Linked DNA regions of Mus musculus: region 2 is linked to region 1. Evidence: chromatin contacts called from public HiChIP or PLAC-seq data. All regions are on one chromosome and are shown on one strand. Each heading gives the region's core, a stretch centred on a gene start, on an enhancer-like site or on the middle of the called end of the contact. The rest is flanking DNA. Distances are from core to core; before and after follow the strand shown.

The links. HiChIP or PLAC-seq counts read pairs in DNA pulled down with a chosen protein or histone mark.
Region 2: an H3K27ac HiChIP or PLAC-seq map of regulatory T cells shows a contact between it and region 1, with 9 times the contacts expected there. The contact joins two enhancer-like sites. A contact is called at or near these places in 1 of 484 Hi-C or Micro-C datasets (bone marrow-derived macrophages), 7 of 115 datasets of contacts at active chromatin or transcription factors (double positive thymocytes, embryonic basal ganglia, embryonic stem cells and 4 more) and 1 of 9 other capture datasets (embryonic stem cells).

What each region holds. Positions count from the first base shown.
Region 1 is chr3:52,297,485-52,301,767 of GRCm38.p6, reverse strand. All of the region lies in intron 1 of Foxo1 (forkhead box O1), which reads right to left. Among named protein-coding and RNA genes, the nearest start is that of Foxo1, 31 kb to the right of the region's middle. Within about 2 kb of position 2,182, at least 52 of the 459 cell types and tissues checked have an H3K27ac peak or open chromatin away from gene starts, as enhancers often do. A contact at or near this core is called in regulatory T cells, where this site is marked.
Region 2 is chr3:52,831,069-52,834,847 of GRCm38.p6, reverse strand. No RefSeq gene overlaps it. Among named protein-coding and RNA genes, the nearest start is that of Gm30292, 35 kb to the right of the region's middle. Within about 2 kb of position 2,172, at least 22 of the 459 cell types and tissues checked have an H3K27ac peak or open chromatin away from gene starts, as enhancers often do. A contact at or near this core is called in regulatory T cells, where this site is marked.

The DNA of each region.
Region 1 (4,283 bases), core at 933-3,432:
CTGGGTCTCAGAGGTCTGCTGGGACAGGCAGTAACAATGTCTTCAGTGCCCCTCTTATGTTAGCTGTCACTCCTCAGAGGTCAGAGGACTTGAATCTTCCAGATAAAAAGCTATGGTTCTTGACGAAATCTGGGGTCCTATAAACAACAGCCATATAACATAGAACAAAAATATTAAAGGAATGGAATGTGCAACCTAGGAGGGAAAACTGTACCAAGTTCTCCATGAAATCTGTGGGATGACACCAGGGTTTCAGCCTGAATGAAGAAAGCCAAACACACCCCTTTCTCCCTGTCCCTCGCTCTGTGTTACTATGCATTCGCATACATGCAAACATGCAAGGTAGTTTAAAATAGCCTTGAAAAAAAGAAAAGTGGCAATACAATATCTATGGCCAAGACAGCTAAGCAACCCAGCCTCCACTGCTTCTCAGTTAACTCAACTTTTAAAAGAGCAATGACCCACAAAGTCTACCTCTCTTGTCCCCGTATTTCTGTCATCAAGACACAGCTTCATTTCAGACACAATTTTAAAAAGGCTGTGACATGATCACAGGACCTGAGCCTTGGAATCAGAGCTACAGAGAAGTCATCCAACCAGGCCGATACTACTTCTCTGCCAGTACTGCCACTCATCCACACAGCACAGCACAGCACAGCACAGCCCAGCCCAGGAAAACTGTCTTCTTTACATGGTAGCTAGCATGTGCTCTGAAGAGAACTCTAAGGAGAAATCAGAGAAATCTAAAGAAGGAAACTGCAAAGCACTCTGGCCTGTCAGCACTCTCGTCTTCGGGTAAAAATATGGATGACACGGATGTGTGTGGTTTGTAAGGGGCCTCCTCCTGAGGATGGCTCTGCAAACAGTCTCTCTAAATCAATTTTTATTCTGTTTGACATGGAAAGGAAAGGAAAGAAAGGAAGAATGAAGAGTTACCACACAGACTTTAATCACACCTAGGTCTCAAACATCAGAGTTGCAGTTCCCACAGCAAGATGGACTCAGCTTCCATATACAGCGTCAGTGTGACCAGCCACATCCTCTCAGACGCTCTCATTAAGGGCATGCTATGTGCATGGGTAGCAGAGCCAGGTCACAGACGCTGAATCTGACTTTCTAGACTCTCATTAATTGAGACTAGCATGGCTGTGAGCCATTAGGGCCGTGTTTAAGACAGGCGCTCCATGAGGGAACAAGTCAGGTCACCAGAGTGACTGGCTACCTTCTCAGTGGCATCGTCTTCCACCAGAACCCAGGGCAGCTTCCCCAAGATTTAAACCTGGACCCCGGAGGTGGGTGACATTTTTCTAGGAGCCCATGAAATGCTTTCAGTGACAGAAGAGAAAGTAAAGTGACCTCTCTAAAGGGAAAAGCCACCGCACTGCAGCCTTTTCATTGGCAGGCACCCTTCCTCTACCTTGTAGTGTTAAGTTCCCAAAAGTATTTTCTAGCAATTTCAGTTCCTGATGTCAGTGGCTTCTCTTTCAGAAGGAAGAACAAAATTCAACACAGCAAGAAGCCCTATGGCCAACTTGTTCTATACAAGCCCACCCGGCCGAGATACTCAGAAGCCAAATTACCTCTTATATGATTGGTTCTCACTTTCTTCACCTCTTCAAAGAGCTTGAATTTGAAGGTTAACCTGTCTGCCCGTCGGGGTATGTGCTGACCATGAGTCCTGTCTACTTGGGAAAGGCATGGACAATGCAGACAACTGGACCTCACAGCGTTTCTGAATGAGGTCCTGCAGGACAGTCAATCCTCACAGCAGCTTTACTGCACAGAGAGAGTGACCTACACAACTCAAGGTCACCGGGACTGTAAAAGCTGTGAATTTTTACAGGAGCGCCATTTCACTTTATAAACAGACCCGGTAGAAAGAGGACATCAGATCTCCCTGTGATGTCATTTGGTTGTGACAGTGGCTACAAACTCCTGAGCAGGTAGTCAGGGTGCCTGGCCCCCAGCCTGCAAAGAGCAAGGCAGCACAATAGCAGCTCTCACTCACATCTGCTGGCCAGCCTTCCTTCCACCAACCTCGGCAGGCCACCACTGTCAACAACAAACTGAGGAGAGTCCAGTGAGCTAGCTACCAGAGACCTCCAACCCTCCCCATCCCTGCTGCCTTCCTACTGTGCAGGAAATGAGAGCCAGTAACTTTACCTAGTTCAGCTTCCTTTCTGAAACCCCTCCCCCTCTCAGCTGGAGAGCCACAGATAAGTAGCTGGGAGACCTACTTGGCAGTGTGAAGAAGTGTCTTCAATATGCTAGAAAACACTCTCTATATGTGGTAACTAAATAAGACAATGTTCTCCTGACCCTTTCCAGTTAACCCAGTGAGGCAGAGGCTCAACAGAGTATAGAACTGAGTTTCTGCGACAGTACCTGGCCAGTACCCACTACATCCTAAGTAAAGGAATATATAGAGCAGAGAAGATGCGTGTTCTTGGGAAGATTCTGCTGTGGCAAGGTCCCACCTCCTATGAAAAATAAAAATAACACTCCCCCCTCCCCCAAATGGATGGAACACGGAGCACAAACGTTGGGAAGACTGCACGAATGGTGAGGTGTATGCCGATGGGCTACGGGAAAGGCAGACACCATGTTCCAGACAGACAGAAGACCCGGGAAAGCCCCAAGTCGTGGGGAAGCCTGGCCTGACAAGTAAGCACAGAATATGCGGGGGGTTGGGGGGGAAACCTCTGCAGTCAGGCCCCAGAGAAAGGATGGAGCAAGGTCCCTTTGGTCCAGTGAGGGGATGGCATAGTGAGTACTGCTGGCAAGTAAGGTGGCATGGAGCAGGGGTAGCCATGGACAGGATGAGAGTCCAAAGGGATGTGTATGCATAGTCAGGTGCTACCCAGCACAGCTGCAGTGAACACCGGAGCACACGCATGGCACTGACTCACTGTGACAGCCTTATGACATCACAGCAGTGCCAGCTGCTTCTCCAATGACAAAATCAACATCCGTTTCTCATAACCTATCCTACTGTTGGGCAACGTATAGCCAAGATAAGATCATAGAATTTTCTGACAATTACCATATGCCTAGTCTTCCTTTGGAAAGATTAGTAAGTGCTTTTAGGTATCTGAAATATTTGCTCTAACTCCACAAAACAAGTACGTTTAGTTCATCCAATACTGCACACTCAGTAAAAACAAAACAAAACAAACACACGGAAAGGGACAGAAGCACCGCTGCTTACAGGAATCACAAAGAAAAAGACAAGACGTGTCATGACAAATGGGCTTGAGGTATAACTCAATGACAGACTGCTGCCAACCACATACAAGACCAAGGTTTAACTCCTAGCACCAAAAGATGAACAAAACTAAGCAGTTAAGGAAACCGTGAGGACCACAGAGGGTGTCTATACTGAGTTCTATGGAGGAAAGATGCAAAGTCTAATGAAAGACAGGAAAAGAAACTCAAGAAGTATAGATAGAGAACAAAATGCACGGAGGTTGCGGGATCAGGACACTCAGGGAGAAACAGAAACGGTGGTGTCCATTCAAGGGCCACACTGGGCAGCTGAACCTACTGCAGATGGAGATAAACAAGGCTGGAACGCAGGAAGAGGAAGACGCATCTCAGAGCTGTAAGGCAGCGTGGCAGGAAGAAAGCACAGCAGAAGTAAGACTTGGAAGTAGATCCAAGTAACAAAAACAACAAACACTACAAGGTGGTCTACACTAGGAGCCCGAAAGAGGAGGACAGATAAAGATGGGGCAGATAAGTAGTCTGTGCCGTGTGTAGTCTTAGGCCAGTGGGATTAGTGGGCAGTGGGCAGTTCTCATAGCAAATAGGCACGTCCATACTTGATTTTATTTTGGCACAAATTTGCTCACTTTACTACATCTCTCTTAACATTCAAGCACATATGTCTATCCCCATACCATCCTGCTTTACAAGTAACTGAGCAGGTATTTTTAGATGCTTTTCAAATCAAACATACTCTGGCACGTAGGGAAATAATCCATCCCTAGTGACTCAGAGGGGTAAACAGTTACTAAGGCTGTTTCAGAGCTCAAGCTTGTGCAATGAAGGAGGTTACTTGTCTGCAGTTGCTAGAAAACGAATCTACAGCCACATCAGGATGCACGGCCACAAGGCTGGAGGTGCCGAGATCCCGCCTCTCCTAACTTCTGTTTGTGAAAGGGAACAAGTTGTTGGAGAGTGCGAGATCTGGAGAGAGATCACACACACACACACACACGAACACACACGGGCAGGGGGGTGTGTGTCAAGTGACAGCACTGCACACTAAGAATGAAGTGGAA
Region 2 (3,779 bases), core at 923-3,422, 530 kb before region 1:
TTGTATGCATGTGTTCGTGATGTAAGTGTGTATGTGTGTATGTGTGTGTGTGTGTGTGTGTGTGTGTGTGTGTGTGTGTGTGTGTGTGTGCGTGTGTCTAATTTTTCCTTTGATTTCACAATGCTTGGCATTTTAAGTATAGGAAGCAGCTTGAAGGCAGATGCCTTGTGATTCATGCCATTCATGTCTTTCTGATTTACTCATTTGAGTGTAAGCTGGACCTAGAAACTTGCTTCTAATGAATAGCAAGTAGATGATGGGGTGTTTTAGTTAGCTTTATGCCAACCTGATACAAGCTAGGATCATTTGAAGAGAGACTCTAAATTGAGAAAATGCCTCCAAAAGATTTGCCTGTAAGCAAGCCTGTAGTGCATTTTCTTGACTAGTGGGAAGGCCCAGCTTACTGGCAGCTGTGGTCCTGAGGTATATAAAAAGTAGGCTGAGAAAACACTGAGGGCTGGGTCAGCAAGTAGCATGCATTCGAGACCTCTGCTTCAGTTCCTGCCTCCCGCTTTCTTCCTTGGATTCTTGCCCTGGCTCCTCTTGGTGATAGAGTATGACCTGAGAATTGTCAGCTGAAATTAACCCTTTCTTCTTGAAGTTGCTTTTGATCATAGTGTTTTATCACAGCAATAGAAACCCTAACTACAATGGAAGACACGATGTCATTTCTGAGATTTGGTCTCAAAGAGACTGTGGTGGTTTGGATGGAAATGACCCCCATAGGCCCATGGACATCATTAGGAGGCATGACCTTGTTGAAGGAAGTGTATCACTGCGGGGGAGGGGGACGACATGGTTCAGAAGCTCAAGCCAGGCCCAGGCTCTTCCTCTTTCTGCTGCCTAAGGATCCAGATGTGGAACTCTCAACACTTTCTCCAACACCACGTCTGTCCATGTGCTGCCGTGCTTCTCATCATGACAATAATGGACAAAACCTTTGAACAGTAAGCCATCACAGTTAAATGTTTTCCTTTAGAGGAGTTGCCGTGGTGATGATCTCTTCACAGCAATAGAACTCTAAGACAGACACTGTGACTTCCATCTTGCTGACCCTCGTGCTCGCTGGCTCTACTCATCTGTTTCATTGCATGACGCACACTGCCACGTTGTCATCTGCTCCATGGAGAGATGTGCATGGCAAGGACTGAGAGATGCCTCCAGTCAAGAAGCCCCAGAGGAACTGAATTTTGCCAGTAGCCCAGGACAGTACACTTAGGGGCATATCCTTCCCCAGGGACGGAAGGAATACATGAGTATAGCCGTGGTTCGTGCCTCGATTTCAGCCAACGGTAGGCCAAAACCTCTGAACATCAGACATACCTCAGACAACAATTATGTTGTCTTTAACCACCGATAGATATTTGGAATAATTTGTTCATGTAGTCATGAATAACTAAAACACCAAGTAAGTGGCTGCAAATGGTTCTTAAACACTCTCCCCTGGAAGCTTTTGGATTTAACAAAAGAGGCAGACAAGGGACACATTAGTGCAATTTCCCATAAACTCAGTCGGCTCTGCAATAGAAACCGGTGAGTTTAAAAGTCTTCTGCGTGGTCGCCTGTGTGATAAAACACATCTGAGTGTGCTTTTGGAGTTGGTTATAGTGAAAACAAATAAACTTTGAAAAAGTAGGGGTTTTTTTTGGTTGTTGTTAAATAAATAGAAGATGACACATCATGGTGAAGCCTAGTTTTGAAAATTGGACTGACTTGGGGAACTTGGGTCTCTTGTAAAACTGGAATCGTAATTGCTTGCCTCCTGAACACTAAATGTGTCCACAGGCCTGGCCAGTAGACAGTCTTTGCCTTTCTTCATTGCAGGTCGTAAACTTGAGGGCCAGAAAGGCAGGGTGACCTACTGTCCAAAGGGGAAGGCTTGGGATTTATTACTAATTCGATTCCCCAAATTTCCACACTACCTTGTGGCAGATTTTGACTTATAAATTCTGTTCTGTTTTTTTCCACATCATGTAATCGGCCCCAAACCTCAAACTTTGTATGTCTACCTACCAGAAGACCTCTCCATGGGACTTTTGTTAAAACTACCAACCCCGATATACTTCAAAGTACAAAAAGAACAAAGGCTTACAAAGATAGACAGGAAAAGCAAGTGTGCACTTCATTTGGATAAATCCACATCTAAAATGCCACCCTGCTAAACCCAGCCTTCTCCGCGCCCTCTGCCTTTGATTTTGACACTGATAGAGAAGCTTTCCAAAAGCACTCATAGCTCTGTCAGCTAGAGCCGCTAATTTACAGGAACAATCTATTACAAACGGTGCTTGGGTGTGCTGATTGTGACAGCACTTGGCTGCTGCACACCTCTACCCCAAACACTCCATCTTACCTTGTTCCTCCTGTTTGCATTGTTAAAGATGGTTGCAAGTAAGTGAAGTGTGTGTGTGTGTGTGTGTGTGTGTGTGTGAGAGAGAGAGAGAGAGAGAGAGAGAGAGAGAGAGAGAGAGAGAGAGAGAGAGAGAGGCATCTTGGAAGGATGGAGGGTGTAGAAAAAGATGAACCAGCACAACTGTGCCTGGAAGAAAACATGGAAACTGAGACGGTTTATAAGAAGTCAGATCTTTCTTTGCTCTTGCTCTGATCTGAATGTCTCAGTTCACAGAATAAGGAAGCAGGGTGAAGGGTTGGGGATTCACCTGTTTTCAATGCTGCTCTGGAGCTTAAAGTAGCTCAGGATGTTGCTTCATAGCACCTGCCCTTTGGCCCTCCACCCTGTGAAGACTGGGAGCAGAGAACCCTAGGGATGCTGGCCCAACCTCTGCTCCATTTGACACTTTCAGGATCATAATTTCTATCTCAGGAAGGACTCTATCCATCCTAGAAGGAAGGAATAGTGTCCAGGCAGGCTAAGGCAGGTCTGAATGCACAGGCCTTGCAGGGTTTCTTCCAGTCTTTTTCTATTAAATCATACTTGTCAATCATTCCCACATAGCTGTCCAAGGTTCTTCAAGATTAAGCACAAAATACATAGTTATCCCCAGTCTTCAAGTCTTCAATATAAAAGTTCCCTTTTAATGAAAATAAAAAAAGATTATTTTTAAGTAGGAGTGTTGTATTTTTCTTTTGTCTTGCCAGTTCCTTTAAGTAGACTTAAATAGCCATTTTTTCAAAGGAAAAATTTGGATTTCCCTAGAAAATAAATGACAAAAAGAAAAATCCAAAAAAGTATATATATACTTTACTGATGGGCTATGCCTCTGCTAGTTCCAATCAGCAAGCAATGGTCAACACTCAGCTAAGCTTCATTGGTTGCTGTCACTACTACAGAAAGCCTAGGTATACTCCTCAAGTCACCTGTCTACCCATCTCTCTTTCTCTCAAGTTCTCTGCGCACCATGTGCTCTTGCCACTCACCTGGCCACCAGCTGAGAGTCCAGACACTAACTTTACCATCACATGTTCTTACCTGTCCACCCAGGTGTTCTTACCACTCACCTGTCCATCCAGGTGTTCTTACCACTCACCTGTCCACCAGGTGTTCTTACCACTCACCTGTCCACCCAGGTGTTCTTGCCACTCACCTGTCCACACAGGTGTTCTTACCACCCACCTGTCCACCCAGGTGTTCTTACCACTCACCTGTCCACCCAGGTGTTCTTACCACTCACCTGTCCACCACAGTGCTCTTGCCACTCATTGAGGTCAAGGTTCAACCTTCTTCCCTCAGTCTGCAACATGATTAACCCAGTTCTCCAAAATCCCTCTAGAGTTGGAAGGTGAAACGTATTAACTGAAGTAAACAAATGACTGAATGAAAC